Regions from separate parts of the Mus musculus genome. Here region 2 is linked to region 1. The links are chromatin contacts, called in public promoter capture Hi-C maps. All regions are on one chromosome and are shown on one strand. The core of a region is the stretch at or near the end of the contact, and the rest is flanking DNA. Distances in the headings are between cores, read along the strand shown. Region 1 holds the start of Cep128 (centrosomal protein 128). Region 2 holds the start of Ston2 (stonin 2).

Region 1 (7,128 bases), core at 2,794-5,293:
TGTTTGTGTGTACAACTTATGTATAAGATACATGTATACGAATTTCATTTAAGAATTATAAGAAACAAATCCCCTGGTTGAGGGATACATTAACTATATCTAATCACTAAGCCACAAAGGTAAGAGTTCAAACAGATAAGGCAGTGGCCCAGGTAAGTGGAGCACACCTTGAATCCTAGCACTGGGGAGGCTGAAGCAGGGGTTCTGAGTTCCAGATCAGCCTGGGCTGTATTCCAAACCTTGCCTCCAGTATTTGTATGACCATTTAACAATACAGAGTTACATAGGAAAACAGACTTTAAAGAGCATGACTATATTCAAGACAGTCTAATGAGCCCCCTAACATGATGAAAGGTCTAATAGTGAATCTATCCTGAAGCATCTTTATACGAGTTCCAAATGTGTCAATTTGTGTAGGTAAGAATTCCTAGAGTGCATTAACCAACTAGACTTACATCTTGCTAACTCAAAAATTCCTGAATTCTAAGAATTTTCCATATGAGAAGTCTTGGTAGGAACTGAGTGCAGGGCCCCAGAACGCCTGCATCAGCGCCTCTCACCAGCAAAATACAACAGAAGGCATTCTTTCCAAAGTCCAGAATCTTGAATCTATTACAAAAATTAAGCTTTAACACTAAATCTTTGATAACCAGTGACAGTTTGTGTTGAACATTATCAAATTATGGAAATCACAAATTACAACTATTTACCTCAATAGACCATTTATTGTGTTTAAAAAAGAAAAGAAAAAGTCAGATCATTTAAACATTTAAAAAGATCAATCCGGAAATGTTGAGTGTCAGTCAAATCCACTAGAGAACAATTATAAATAGCCAAGAGGCAGGACTGGGAATCTGTGGTTGGAAAATCTGGAAACAAAACTCACTCTTTTGGCTCAGGAATTTCCAAGCAAGGAGCCTATTTGCACCTTGAACACATTTCTGACAAATGCTTATAAGTGTGAAAAGGAGTTGAACGTATTGCCTGGGAAAGGGACCCCAGCCCTCTTTGGGAGAGAGCAGGTTTCCAAACACCTGTTTAATAAAAGCAGCTACACTGCTGGTTTTGGTAAAGGTGAAGGTGTGTGTCCACTCATTTGTTCATCTGATTTCTTTTTGCTGTACCATGCACAGCTACCCTGTTTTAATTTTATATGAATATCAAAAGGGGGCTTCTTGCCCCACCCCAATTCCTACTTTTGGCATGGCCCTTCCCACTTTGAATATACAGTAAATGTAGACCATTTCCTCAGATGCTACACTTGGGAAAAAAGCATACTTACAAAGTGCACTCCCAGAACTCTGCGCTGCCGTCCTTTGAGCTCAGGGTACCTGCCTCCTATCATTTCTTCATGAGGTTCAGGGCAAGAGGTCTAGTCGAGTAGATGATCTTTTGGGTTGCCTCTACACTCCCTCCAAAACACCTACAAACCAACGAGACAGGGAGCAGACAGAACTATAACTTGAATTTTTAATGAAAATGATTTTATCTTTCTGTACTGGCTAGTTTTGTGTCAACTTGACACAGCTGGAGTTATCACAGAGAAAGGAGCTTCAGTTGGGGAAACGCCTCCATGAGATCCAGCTGCACGGCATTTTCTCAATTAGTGATCAAGTGGGGAGGTCCCCTTGTGGGCGGTGCCATCTCTGGGCTGGTAGTCTTGGGTTCTATAAGAGAGCAGGCTGAGGAAGCCAGGGGAAGCAAGCCAGTAAGGAACATCCCTCCATGGCCTCTCTGCATCAGCTCCTGCTTTCTGACCTGCTTGAGTTCCAGTCCTGACTTCCTTGGTGATGAACAGCAATCTGGAAATGTAAGCTGATCAAACCCTTTCCTCCCCAACTTGCTTCTTGGTCGAGATGTTTTGTCCAGAAATAGAAACCCTGGCTAAGACACTTTCCTATGCACAGATCAGAGAATACCGGGAGGAGTGAAAATACACTCCTATGCCGTCCAGAAGCCCATGTGGTACCAGATGCCCAGCCTGCAAATCCCTAGCACCCGGTATCTTCTATCCATAACTCACCATCACTAGACTTGCTAGGTCACGCTAGAGGGTGAGTTGTACCCCAAGTCTAGAGAAAGTACTCACTCTGAGTATATCTATCAGGTGGGAGACTAACTTTAGTAGTAAGATTAACATGCAGGCTCATTTGTAAGTCTAGGCTAGCCTCCACCTCTTTAAAGGCAATATTATATATGTATGGTGGATCAGTTCTCACAGTGATCAAACAAATAAATAAACAAATGCATTGTGTATTTGGTTGTAGGAAAGTGCAAAGGGTAGAAAGGATTCTCAACACTTTATGGCTACTTCTAAAACTGTAAGGACCCTTAGAAAAATCATCTAACAAAGCCGATATCTGTATACTTCAATAAGCATTCCAAGAAGGGTATTCTGGGAAAAGAAAAGAGATGTGAGACTAGGAGATGTTCAAGAGGCCAGTTAAGCAAAGGCTTACTACACACTTATCTAACAAAGCAGCCTTCATCACATGACGAGCCCTAGGCACGATGAAATTTCTCTACGTTAGTGGTTCTCAGCCTTCCTAATGCCACGACCCTTCAATACAGTTCCTCATGTCATGGGTTGGTCCTCCAACCATAAAATTATCTGTGTTGCTACTTCATACCTGTGGTTTTGCTCCAGTCATGAATTATAATTTCAATACCTGTGCTTTGCAATGGTCTAAGGTGACCCCTGTGAAAGGGTCATGTGATTCCCCATGCTGACGCGACTGGCAGGTTGAGAACCACTGCCCTATACCAAGCTACAGCTGTCAAAGTTCATCTTCTCTCTTGCCTGTCCAGTGCAGCAGTTATATGGCTATGACAATAGAAACCTGGCCAGCTCAAATTGATACACACTATGAATATGAAATATCAGTATATGCCAGATTCTGAACATCCTATACCATTATCAAAAAACATAAGGCCCTGGTAGTACCAGAAGCCTCTGCTCTCTGCACGTGGAGGATGAGGCAGGTAGATCTCTGCAATGTCTAGACCTGTCTGGGCTACACTGTGAGTTCCAGGTCAACCAGTGCCACACAGTGGAACCCTATCTATAAATAAATAAATAAATAAATAAGCAAACAAACAAACAACACAAAAGTTTCATATTTGCTACTTGTATATTTACGTGAAGTAAAATATACTTCAGTACATTTTATGCCCTGGGCCAAATAAATTAAGATTAGTCTCAGAAGTTTCCTTTTACTTTTATTGTAATACAGGTACTATAAAACTAAAAACCACTTGAACGGTTCGTATGCTATTTCTGTTAGACGCAGGAAGTTTTAGGAAGAAGTAACGAGAATTTGCTAGGTGCTAGGCACTGTGCCAAATGCTTTGCATAATCCTAACAAGGACGCTACAACATCGAGCTTTGCCTAACAGACCCACTCCCTTAAACCAACCCTGACTGGCAGCTGGGATTCAAAGTTTGGTATTTTTATTAATTAATTCCAAAAGGGGGCGACTAACCACTATGACCCCGGGCATCTCCTTACTTAGCAGAGGAAAATCGAGTGACGAAAGGACAGAGATATGCACCAATTATACCCCTGGGGCAGTCAAAACCAATGTCAGACAGCTTGAAGCGCCTAGGAGGGAGCCCTGGGCAAGCTGCTCCAAAGCCAGGACAAGGCGCGTTGAGTGAGGTGGCCAGGACCTGACCGTGGACGAGCTGCTGAGGGATGCAAACACGCCATGACCCCCACGTCACCAAACACTGCACCCACACTCCCGGTCCACCCCGCGTACCCGTGCAGATCTTGTGTCTCCACCCTAGGACAAGGGGAAGTGGGACGCAAATGTCTCTGCAGGGGGAAATGAGAGAAAGGACAAGAGAACAGAGAAGGGCAGGTACCTTAGACCCAAGGTGACTCCAAGTTCTTAACGCCGGATCATCACCGAGGCCCCACCCGGCTCCCGCGGCTACCAGCGACCCCGAAGGTGCAACTGACCCAACGCTGCCTCGCAACCGACTCCGCTCACCCGGGACTTGCAGCTATGGCAACTTGAACTAGCCGCCCAGGCACCGCTAGAGCACAAGACGCGCCGCCGCCGCCTGGCCCTCTGGGAGCTGTAGTCCATCCCACACTCCAGAGCAGGGAGATGTAGCAAGAAATAACAGGAAATGACAGGAGATAAACTGCAAGTCCCAGCATGCTCTGAGCAGGGCCTCTACTTGCCTTTCCCGGAAGAAACTGGCTAAGCGGTCTTTACAGACCTGGAGCCCTGCCTTCTTTTCCCGCACTAATTTTGTTTTTTTTAAGGGCCAGTAGCCTGTGAAGCCGCAAACTCCTGCTCGAAAGTGAATTCAAATGTCTCGCGACACTGAGTGTAATTTTACTTATTAGGACACATCAAAGGATAAAAGCCAACAGTGAGATTTTAAAATCGCTTTAACGTCCTATTCTAATGGCTTAAGGCTTGGAGGGGAGTAAACAAGTTTATCAAGTGAAACACTCTCTGCCTGGAGTGACTAAGATCTCACCTCTCCTCCCTGGCAAACTACAAATGCAATATGAGGTAGTATGTTCCTTACTAGCTTGTTATGTCCTCACAAGAAAATGAAAGAAGTGTTTTCTGCTCGGGGGGGTGGGGGGGGGAGTCAGTTTCAGCTATAATGAGAGAATTAAAACCTTAAGGAAGGAGAGCTTTGAGAAAAACTAAGAAGTGAAAAATAATTAGGCACCTTTCTTTTCCTTCTACTCTGTCAAAGAGAGAGAGAGAGAGAGAGAGAGAGAGAGAGAGAGACTCGATCCTCCCCAAAGCTAGAATTAAATTTTATCTGATCTATGAAGGTTTTCCTGAAGCCTAAAAAACAGTTATCAATGCTTCTTAACCTGTGAGTAGCGACCTTCAGAAAACACATATTTCTGATGGTCATAGGAATTGAGAAACCACTCCATAGCAAAATTACAGTTTTGAAGTGGCAATGAAAATAAATTGATGGTTGGGGATTCCTAACACCATTGGAAATATATGTTTTCTGATGGTGACGCACAGGTTGAGAACTGCTGATCATTGTATAATCTAGGTTTTCTATTGTGGACATTTTATGTTAGAATCATGAATTACCCACTTAATCTTCCCACTTAGGGATTGAAACAAATGGATCTGACCTTTTAAAATATCTCCTTCCCCCCAAAGTCCCCACCCTGCTCACTTAAAGGCTTTTCCTATCAAGTTTAAGCATAAATTTTTCTAAAGATTTACCTAAGTAATTGCATCCACAATTGTGCCTCTCCAAGACACTACAGCTGACACAGAGAGCAACTTAATTCAGAACAACCATACCAGCAATGCCTGCAGAGGCATAATGGCTCTGTTCGTTAATAGCTAAGTTTCACAAGATAATTTTATTCAGTTTAGCAAATATGAATATTGAATCATCTTAGGATTCTGTCTTCTAGAGAGAAGACACAGGGGTAATGAAGAGATTTAAAAGTACCATTGTTTTGCTTCAGTTGCTTAGAGCCAATGGAAGGAGATGAATGGAAGCAATTCATGACAGTGGTGGAGGGGAGACCACTGCCACAGGATCTATGTAGAAACACAAGAGAAACCCTTCCTTAGGAAAGTATATCTGATCAACTGCCAAAAATGTATTACCCAAATGCTAGAATAACTTTGGTTATACGTGAGTGCATTACATTAGTAAAAATTAATTGTTAATAATATTGTTGTCCAGCTGTGTGTGTTCAGTTCTATTGACTCCGTTTTAAAGTGATATTGGACAAACAAAGAAAAAAAAAAAAAACCTCTGAAGACACAGGTGGGACCACAGAAACAAGATTTGAGTTAATTGTGATTAGAAATTTGTATATGCATGATTAAATTAATACCTAACATCAACTGCCTTTATTAACAGATGTGGCATGGTATGGGGATTAAAAGTAGTAAAGTCAGATCATAGAATGGGTCTCCTTTGCTTCTTAACAAGATATATTTTTAATCGGAAAATTGTGTTGTGGCTCCCAAAGACTCTGAATTCCTTTTCATTGACACGGCTGGTCCGTGTCATCCACACCACCAGTCCATTGGAGCTGAGTCACATGAATCTAGACTTGGGCAAAGCTAGGAGAGTTCCTTGAGGTATTCCTCCTTTGTCCATCATGCAGCAGGAGTGGGCATGGTGAGTCAGTTTGCTAAGCCTGCCATAACAAAACACCAAAGAAAAGGTGGCTTGAACGATGGGAATTAACGTGAGAGACTGAGAAAGAGAGAGAGAGAGAGAAATACTTCATATACCAGAAGGCTGAAAGTCACAGATCGAAGTGCCAGCCAACTGGAGTGCTCTCATTATCTTCTGTGTGGCTTTAAATGCCATTGTCCTTTTGTGAGCACAGAGCTGGTTTATCTCGTTACCTGTTTAAAAAAAAAAAAAAAAAAAAAAAAAAAAAAAAAAAAACACAGTTCTATTGGATTAGGGACGAAATCTGATGGACTTGCTTAATGTTATCTCTTTAATGAACCTGTCTCCAAATTCTACTTTTATGTCTTTAACAAATGTGTCTCCAAATTCAGTCACACAAGCAGTTTCAAAAAAAAAAAAGTGAATTTTGTGAGGGCAAGAAACAGTTCAGAAGGTAACAGCACTCTGGCCCAGGAAGCCTTAGGTTCGTTAGTGTACCCCAGTGCAGAGTACCAACAGAAAAGTAGACAAGGGAGATATCTCCAGATGCCTTGCCTACATCACATCATAGGATACAGGCTAAATGTAGAAACAATCACATCCACATCATGGGTCCCCAGAAGTCTTGTGTATATTACAGAAGCCCCCTTCCTCTGACATGCTGGCAAGGAGTAGACACTCAAAACAGGCCAGGCCTATGGGGGTCCTTAGGCACTGAGAATTTAAAATGAAATCCAAATTCCTATTTTATTTTCTGATTATTTTGATGTTCAGGTAAAAGCTGGAGTAGTCACCAGGAAAGGGGCATCTTCATCTACATTCAACAAGCAGCTGAAAACGTCATTCTGAGGATAGATGGCAATAGAAACAAAAGGTAATAGGAAATACACCCTAGAGAATAGAGACCTGCTTCCTGACAGCTTCCATGTTCCTGGCCCCATCCCCTGGTTAGTCCTACCAACGTTGCTTGTACAGACTAGTGTTCC
Region 2 (7,128 bases), core at 2,888-5,387, 400 kb after region 1:
CATCAAGCTTCACCTCGAAAGTGTTGGGATTACACAGTCACATCCCACCACAGCCAGCAAAATACTTTTTACTTGAGGTATTTCATAAGGCAGCAATTAGCCATGTGGCTATCAGACTTGAAATATGGGTAATTATGACTTGAAATATTGGGTTTTCTTTGTTTGTTTTTCCAAGACAAGGTTCCTCTGTGTAGCCTTGGCTGTCCTGGAACTCAATCTATAGACCAGGCTGGCCTTGAACTTGTAGAGATCAGCTTGCCTCTGCCTCCTGAGTACTGGGATTACTGGACTATTATGTTTTAAGTTGTCCTGAAATGTTCATAGCTTCATGTAGCTAATGACTACCAATATGGCATTCAAACCTGAGCTAGTTTGAAGAATTAAAACTTTCCAGTCATGTGTGGTGGTATACGCCTTTAATCCCAGCACTAGAGAGGCAGGGGCATGTGAAGTTCTGTGAGTTTGAAGCCAGCCTGGGCTACATAGTAAGTTCTAAATCAGCCAGAGCTCCATGGCAAGAATGTCAACAAGCAAACAAACAAACAAACAAACACCATATTAAAACCATCTTAACTGTTAAGGGAGTAGGAGAACCTGTGTCTATGCCCATAGCCTGGCTCAAGCCAGAAACCCTTCAGAAATATTTCACTCTTCCTATCTCCTTTAGCATTGTCTTTGTGACGTATCAGTCCAACAGGGACTTAGCCATATCTTTATGCAAAGTGCTTTCATTCACAAGTATATATGGATTAGTCAATTTATGGAACATAGTAGAAACAGAAACGAGTAGCAATGTCAGACAACTTTAAAGCGCTGGTCTTGGAGCTGGAGAGATGGCTCAGCGGTTAAAAGCAATGGCTGCTCTTCCAGAGGTTCTGAGTTCAAATCCCAGCAACCACATGGTGGCTCACAACCATCTGTAATGGGATCCAATGCCTTCTTCTGGTGTCTGAAGACAGCTATAGTGTCCTCATAGACATTAAATAAATAAACAAACAAATTTTTAAAAATTAAAAATAAAGCGTCTTAAGCGGAATCGATGGCTTGGTAGTTAAAAGAGGGCGTTGTTCTTAGACGACTGTGTTTCATGCCCAGCTTCCACATCAGGCTGCTCACAACTGCCTGGTACCTGAGTTCTATGGAATCTGACACCCCTTGATCTCCTTGGGAGTGCACACATAAGTAAGTGACAAAGAATGATTTTAAATGGCTGGTCTTGAGAAAGAGTCAGGGAAGATTAAAGAAATCTCTTTAAAGGGCATGGCCCTTTTCTTTAGCACTCAGTGTTTTTTGCAAGTAGAAAATTTTGCTACGAAGATTTGGAGAATCTTACAGTTTGTAACATGACATGTATTGTTTTTGTTTTGTTTTGTTTTTTTGTAGGGGTAGGAGGGAGAGCCATTGTTATAGTGTATAGTTGTGGTGGCCAGAGGGTAATATGAAGAAATTGGTTCTCTCCTTCCACCCCTTGGTTTCTGGAGAAAGAACTCAAATTGTCAAGCTTAGGACCAAGTGTCTCCTTCCATCTCATTACCTGAAGACTCTTTCAGATCCTTTTTTTAACCCCCCACCTCAGGTTCTGCAACATCCTCAACTCCTTCACTACGCCTCTAATCAGACTTCCATTGAACTTGAAATCAATAGTATAGAATGGCGTTGCTCTCTACACTTTGGCCCTTAGCATCTTCGCCTCCAAGGCAAGATTCCTTTGTTACATAAATGTTTACGGATCTTGTGTATTTTGTGCAGGAACAGCCCTAGGTGCTATGAAAGCAAGAATGACTCATCGCCACTCAGATCTGGAAGCTCATAGCATCAGTGTTTAGGATGGTGCCTGGTGTGTAGGACCCATTAGATATCATGGATACTGTCATTTTGGATCATTTATAGCTTACAATCAAGTTCTAGGGCTAGCGATACAGTCAGCAATAAAGGCTCGCCCCAGTATAGGTGAAAGCCTGAGTTCCATCCCATATGGTGCAAATAAGAAAATCGATTAATAAGAAAATCAAATTTGTTCTTTAAAATCTCATATGGCTTTTAGTTCATGAAAGCAGTATATTAGAGATCATGAACCAAAAAAAACAAAGGAACCAAGCAGACCTGGGGTGTGGCTCCATGGTAAAGCATTTGCCTAGGCTCTGGATTTAATCTTCAGCACTGCAAAAAAAGAAAATAATGAATCAATCTCTGTGTAAAAAAGAGCCTTGCTTGTACCGTTGCCATGGCCTGAAGTTTCCCCTTTTTGATCCATAAAAACACAACATATTTTTCTTTTCCCTTGGTATCCAAGATTCATTCCCTCAGAATTCTTTCCCTCAAAAAAAAAAAATCCCTCCCTTTTGCTTTCCTGTGTATTTCCTCACATCTACAATAGATGTTTTCTTGCGTAAAAGAGAGTCAGGGAGATGACATTTAAAACTCCTATAGCGTACAAATACAAAGCTGGAGTCCTTAATAGACTAACACTTTCCATCTTAGAAGAAAGGGAAGCAACTTGGAGAGATGATGTTTCTTTCATCACAAGCAGGAAAGAAAACAAAGGAAGAACAAATAAGCCAATATTTAACTAGAAAGAACTCCAGGATCCAATGGCAGGCAGGCTCTGGGATGGAGAAAAGTCACCTAACAGAATGACCCATAGGAGACATTGGACCCAGGACACCTCCGTGTGACTCCAAATTCTGTGACTCCGAAGCCCTTTATCCCAAGGCCCAAACATCTCTGAGCCAGTTTCTCACCTAAAAATAAGTGTCTTATCAGTATTGAAGAGCCATTTTGATAATTAAGTGGGATGGTTGTACAAAAACTTGGCATTTAGAAAAGGCTTGTTTGCTGAGTAACTAGGCATTTATTTATTTATTTATTTATTTATGCTTTTGGGGTGTGTGTGTGTGTGTGTGTGTGTGTGATTGTTTTGGTCTTTGGTTTTTTTTTTTCGAGACAGGTCCTGGAACTTGTTATGTAGACTAGGCTGGCCATCTCCCTCTGCCTCCCAAATACTGGGATCAAAGACATATACCACCAACCACATGCCTTTTAAGTCTCATGGTTGGAAGAAGCTTTGCTATCATTGAAAGAATAGCATGGCTTAATGTCCTCCCTTACTAACCATTATCATATCGGGTCAGTCCCCAAATCATTGCAGGGCTACGTCCACAAAGTGTCTTTAACTCTCCATCCAAAAGTGAACTGCTAGCAGAAACCTGGGGAGCAAGGATTTGGCAAAGCCAAAGCCCGAACCCTGCTCTTCAACAGCTGGCAGAGAAGCACCCTACCTCTGCAGCTTCTACGGCAATGGCTAGAACCTACAACCTCCTATTGTTTTGCTTTTCCTAAGGATGGAGCACAATTTCAACAGAAAAATCTGTGCTGGAATCGGAGAGAGTGCTGAACTTTCTGATCCCCTGTTCTGAGCGGCAGTGAGAAAGTTTGATGTTGGCAGAATGGGGGCTGAGCTGGAGAAGAAAGGGAGCCAGCGCATGCTCAAACAAGCTGGGCAACTAACCAGGTTGTGTTTCAGGATCATAACCAGTAACCATCCTGACACAATCGGAGCCCTAATCTGCTAAGTGATAAGTCATGCCCAGCACAAACATTCAAAGGAAAATTGTGCCAAATTTACTGCATCCTCGAGAGGTCACTGCATCTTATAGAAGGCCAGTGTTTACCTGTCTTGCAGCCCCTCTGTAATTCCCAGGATCTGTGTCCACCAGCTGGGCCCATGCCCAGAGAAGCCAACCGTCTAAATCCTAAAGGGCACAAGACTCTTCGGGGACTCTTGTTTGGGAATGCAATTCTGATGATTTAGGGAGGATGGGTACAGACCTGAAGTTCTAAATTCGAAGCAGGCTTCCAAGGGAGTGATACTTGTCCAGGGACTTCAGCTGGTGTCAACCTTGGCTGTCCAGTTAAAATGATCCAAGAGCTTTCAAATTACATGGCTCCATTGGTCCTCTCTAGAGAGAATGGTTTTCTTGCTGAAGGTGCGGCTCCCGAGGAACAGTTTCCCAGCTGCTATGGTGGAGAAACAAACAGCTGGCACTGAGATTTCGGCTGTGGAGGGACACACCTCTGCAGGCTTCTGGGGACGCCCTGTGACCCTGTGCTCCCTTTTCCCAGCCGCCTAGACCTCTGTGTCTGGTCTCCCAGGGAAGACGCCCTTGAAGGAGGCCTCTCTCCCAGCAAAACCCCAAGCCTGGAAGAGGTTACAGCCACCACCTGTTTCCTTGAAATAGTTTGCAGCTGTGCCGAATGACCTCACCACGCTGGCGCTGGCGTGGGCCAAGTTGATCTGGAAAGCTCTCTTCCCAAGTCTGGGCTCTCCCTGCTCAGCACCAAGGAGCAGAGGGAGAGAGGGCCTTAGCTGCAGGGTGAGGTCGAGCTTGGCGGGGACTCCAGAGAGAGCAGAGCACCACTTGGAGTCCTCACACGGGGCCTGTCCCTGGGCTGCATGGCTGTGGTCCTGAGTGACACTTCCTCCCATGTTCACCCTTTCCATGTACTTGGGAACCTGTGAAACCCCAAGAGGTTCTTTCTTGTCCTCTACCTCCTATCATCCCCCTTCCCCTCTTACTCCTCCTCTCCCCCTGCCCCTCCCCCTTACCCTTCCTCCATCTTCTCCAATGTATAAACAAACACTGAAGTACACACACAAAAAAATGCAGAGTCCGTTTCTTCTTCCCTTTCCCAGAGGCAGCCGCCAGGACTGCCTGGGCTCAGATCTTTCTCTGTGAACATGTGTGGTTCCATCTTCCCCTGTGCAGCTGCAGTCCTGGGCGACAACCAGTGGTGCATTTTACCGACTTGAGCATCTTTCTCATGTAGTTACATACATGTATCATTTTAGCCTCATTCAAGCTTGTCTGGGTATCACACTCTTCTGGGAGAACGTTATTTAAAATACAGAGATTGACAGGTCTCATCTGACACCTGATGAACGAGAATTTCTTCTGGAGGAGCCTGGGTAGTCTTTCCTTTTTGGATTCTTTCTCTAAGTTTCTCAGGCGATTCTTAAGATTCTCTGTCTTTACAATGGTTGCATATACTCCATAGATGGATATAATAGCCGCCCCCCTCCCCTGCGCGCGCATTCGCGTGTACGCATGCGCACGTGCCGGCTATGAACCCAGGGTGTTGATTATGCCACACAGGTGTTCTACCAATGAGCTTCCCCCTCAGTCACCTATATCTTCATTCACAGTTTACCAGTTTGTCCTAGGTTGTTGCACATTTAGGCTGTCCTAACTTTTTTTTTTTAATTGTGCTGCAAGAGCATAGCCACGATACAGGAGCTGATACTGAGGCGTTTCTGTAGAACGAGCCTCAGTGAACGGAGCTTCAGGATACAACCCTTATGGAACGGCTTTTCCACTCTAGGACACTTCTTACATCATGGGACCTCACAGGGTGACAAGACATTTTCTGCTGTGGTTGTGAACGCAGAGCTTGCCCACGTTTCCCTGTACTGTATGGCCAGACTATAGGCTAAGACCCGGGATAAAATAGCTAAGATTAGTTCATCTATTAGAAACAGAACGCGAGTCACTTAAATCATTTGAACTCTTCAGGAGCCATTTTAATAAAGTTACTTAATCTCATACTCATTCAATCTTATGTAAAATATCTCAGTAGATGCTCAAATGCAAATTATTAACATTTTTGCTATGGTATGGATATTTACATTCCTATGATTATACCTGATACATTAGGACTCTCTAAAGGAAAAGAACTGATACACTGAATATATACATAAAGGGGGATATATATTAGATTGACTTACATCACGTGGTCTGTCTGGGTAGTCCAACAGCAGCTGTCTCACACTGGAGAGGCTGAGATTCCAGTAGCTATTCAGTCCGCAAGGCTGGATGTCTCAGCTGTCCCGCTCTGACCCTGAGGGCCTGAGATTCCTGGAGAGCTGCTGGTCCTGAGTCTATAAGAGAGCCGGGAAAAGCTGGCTTCAAGATCTACAAAGGGTCGCACCATCCACAGGAAAGATGGATTGGCTAGCTAGCAACAGCGATGGCAAGCAGGCAAAGAAGCGAGAGCTTCCTGCTTCTCTGTCTATCTGCACTGCCGCCAGAAGGTGATGGCTCATTTAGCATGGGACTTCCTGCTTCAAATAAACCCGATCAAGGAAATTCATCACTGAACTGCCCAGTAGCATGAGTTATGGTTGATTCCTGATCTAGTTAAGTGGTCAGTTAAGATCAGCCATCATGGGCTGGAGAGATGGCTCAGTGGTTAAGAACACTGACTGCTCTTCCAAAGGTCCTGAGTTCAATTTCCAGCAACCACATGGTGGCTCACAACCACCTGTCCTGAGCTCTCTGACGCCCTCTTCTGGTGCATCTGAAGACAGCTACAGTGTACTTACATATAATAATAAATAAATCTTAAAAAAAAAAAAAAGATCAGCCATCATGTGATCGCAACACAGCCCTGGTTGGTATTATAAGGCGAGGTCTGGGTGTGTGTGTTGGGAAGGAGGGGGAAGAACACCTATGGATGGGATTAATGCTGATTAAGAGAAGCCCAAGGGTAGCCATCTCATTTGAGGATGCAGCATCTGTCAACCAGAAAACAGGTTCTCATTGGACACACATTCTGCTGGCCCCTCCCTCAGCCTTGAACCTCCCTACTCTCCAAAACTGTGTGAGAAACAGATCCCTGTTGCTTATGAGCGTCCAGGTTTGAAGTTCTTTTGTTCCAGCAGCCAGGATATACTCAAACAATATTCCACACGTCTGTTTTCCATGTTATGTCTTTGAGAGCCTGTGGGGATTTTCACACTTAGTGTGACCTCCCCTCAGACCAGCAATGTGTGACCAAAGAGTCCTCAACTCTCACCTTCATTGTATGTGAGAGATACTTACAAGGAGCAAGCTGCCTTGGGACTTCATACCATCTACTAGTTGGTCACCAAATGAACGGGCACTTATTTATTCTACACAAACCTATCACCAGCAAGCCTCTTCACCAAACAGGAGTCCCTGCCTTTTGTCCCACAACTGAGGATTCCTCACCTCTGCCAACCGAGCCCTGTGGGGAGCTGGAGGCTGGACAGTGAAAGGGAGGGGAGTTCTGGACAGAGTTTGGGAGCAATACCTCAGGGAAAGGGAAGTT

What was found. Capture Hi-C pulls out chosen DNA fragments and counts their contacts.
Region 2: a contact with region 1 is called in a promoter capture Hi-C map of adipose tissue. The contact joins the promoter of Ston2 here to the promoter of Cep128 in region 1. A contact is called at or near these places in 17 of 39 promoter capture datasets (the C10 cell line, the HPC-7 cell line, cranial neural crest and 10 more), 1 of 15 datasets of contacts at CTCF or cohesin (the NIH/3T3 cell line), 44 of 484 Hi-C or Micro-C datasets (the C3H10T1/2 cell line, CD4 T cells, the HPC-7 cell line and 28 more), 23 of 115 datasets of contacts at active chromatin or transcription factors (the 230-238 cell line, the NIH/3T3 cell line, PVALB interneurons and 16 more) and 4 of 9 other capture datasets (adipose tissue, liver, macrophages and 1 more).

The regions. Positions count from the first base shown.
Region 1 is chr12:91,380,366-91,387,493 of GRCm38.p6, forward strand. It overlaps Cep128 (centrosomal protein 128), which reads right to left and starts at 4,044. Exons shown (of 26, transcript NM_181815.3): 1 at 3,869-4,044; 2 at 1,283-1,423.
Region 2 is chr12:91,782,299-91,789,426 of GRCm38.p6, forward strand. Ston2 (stonin 2) reads right to left here and starts at 4,138. Exons shown (of 7, transcript NM_175367.6): 1 at 3,829-4,138.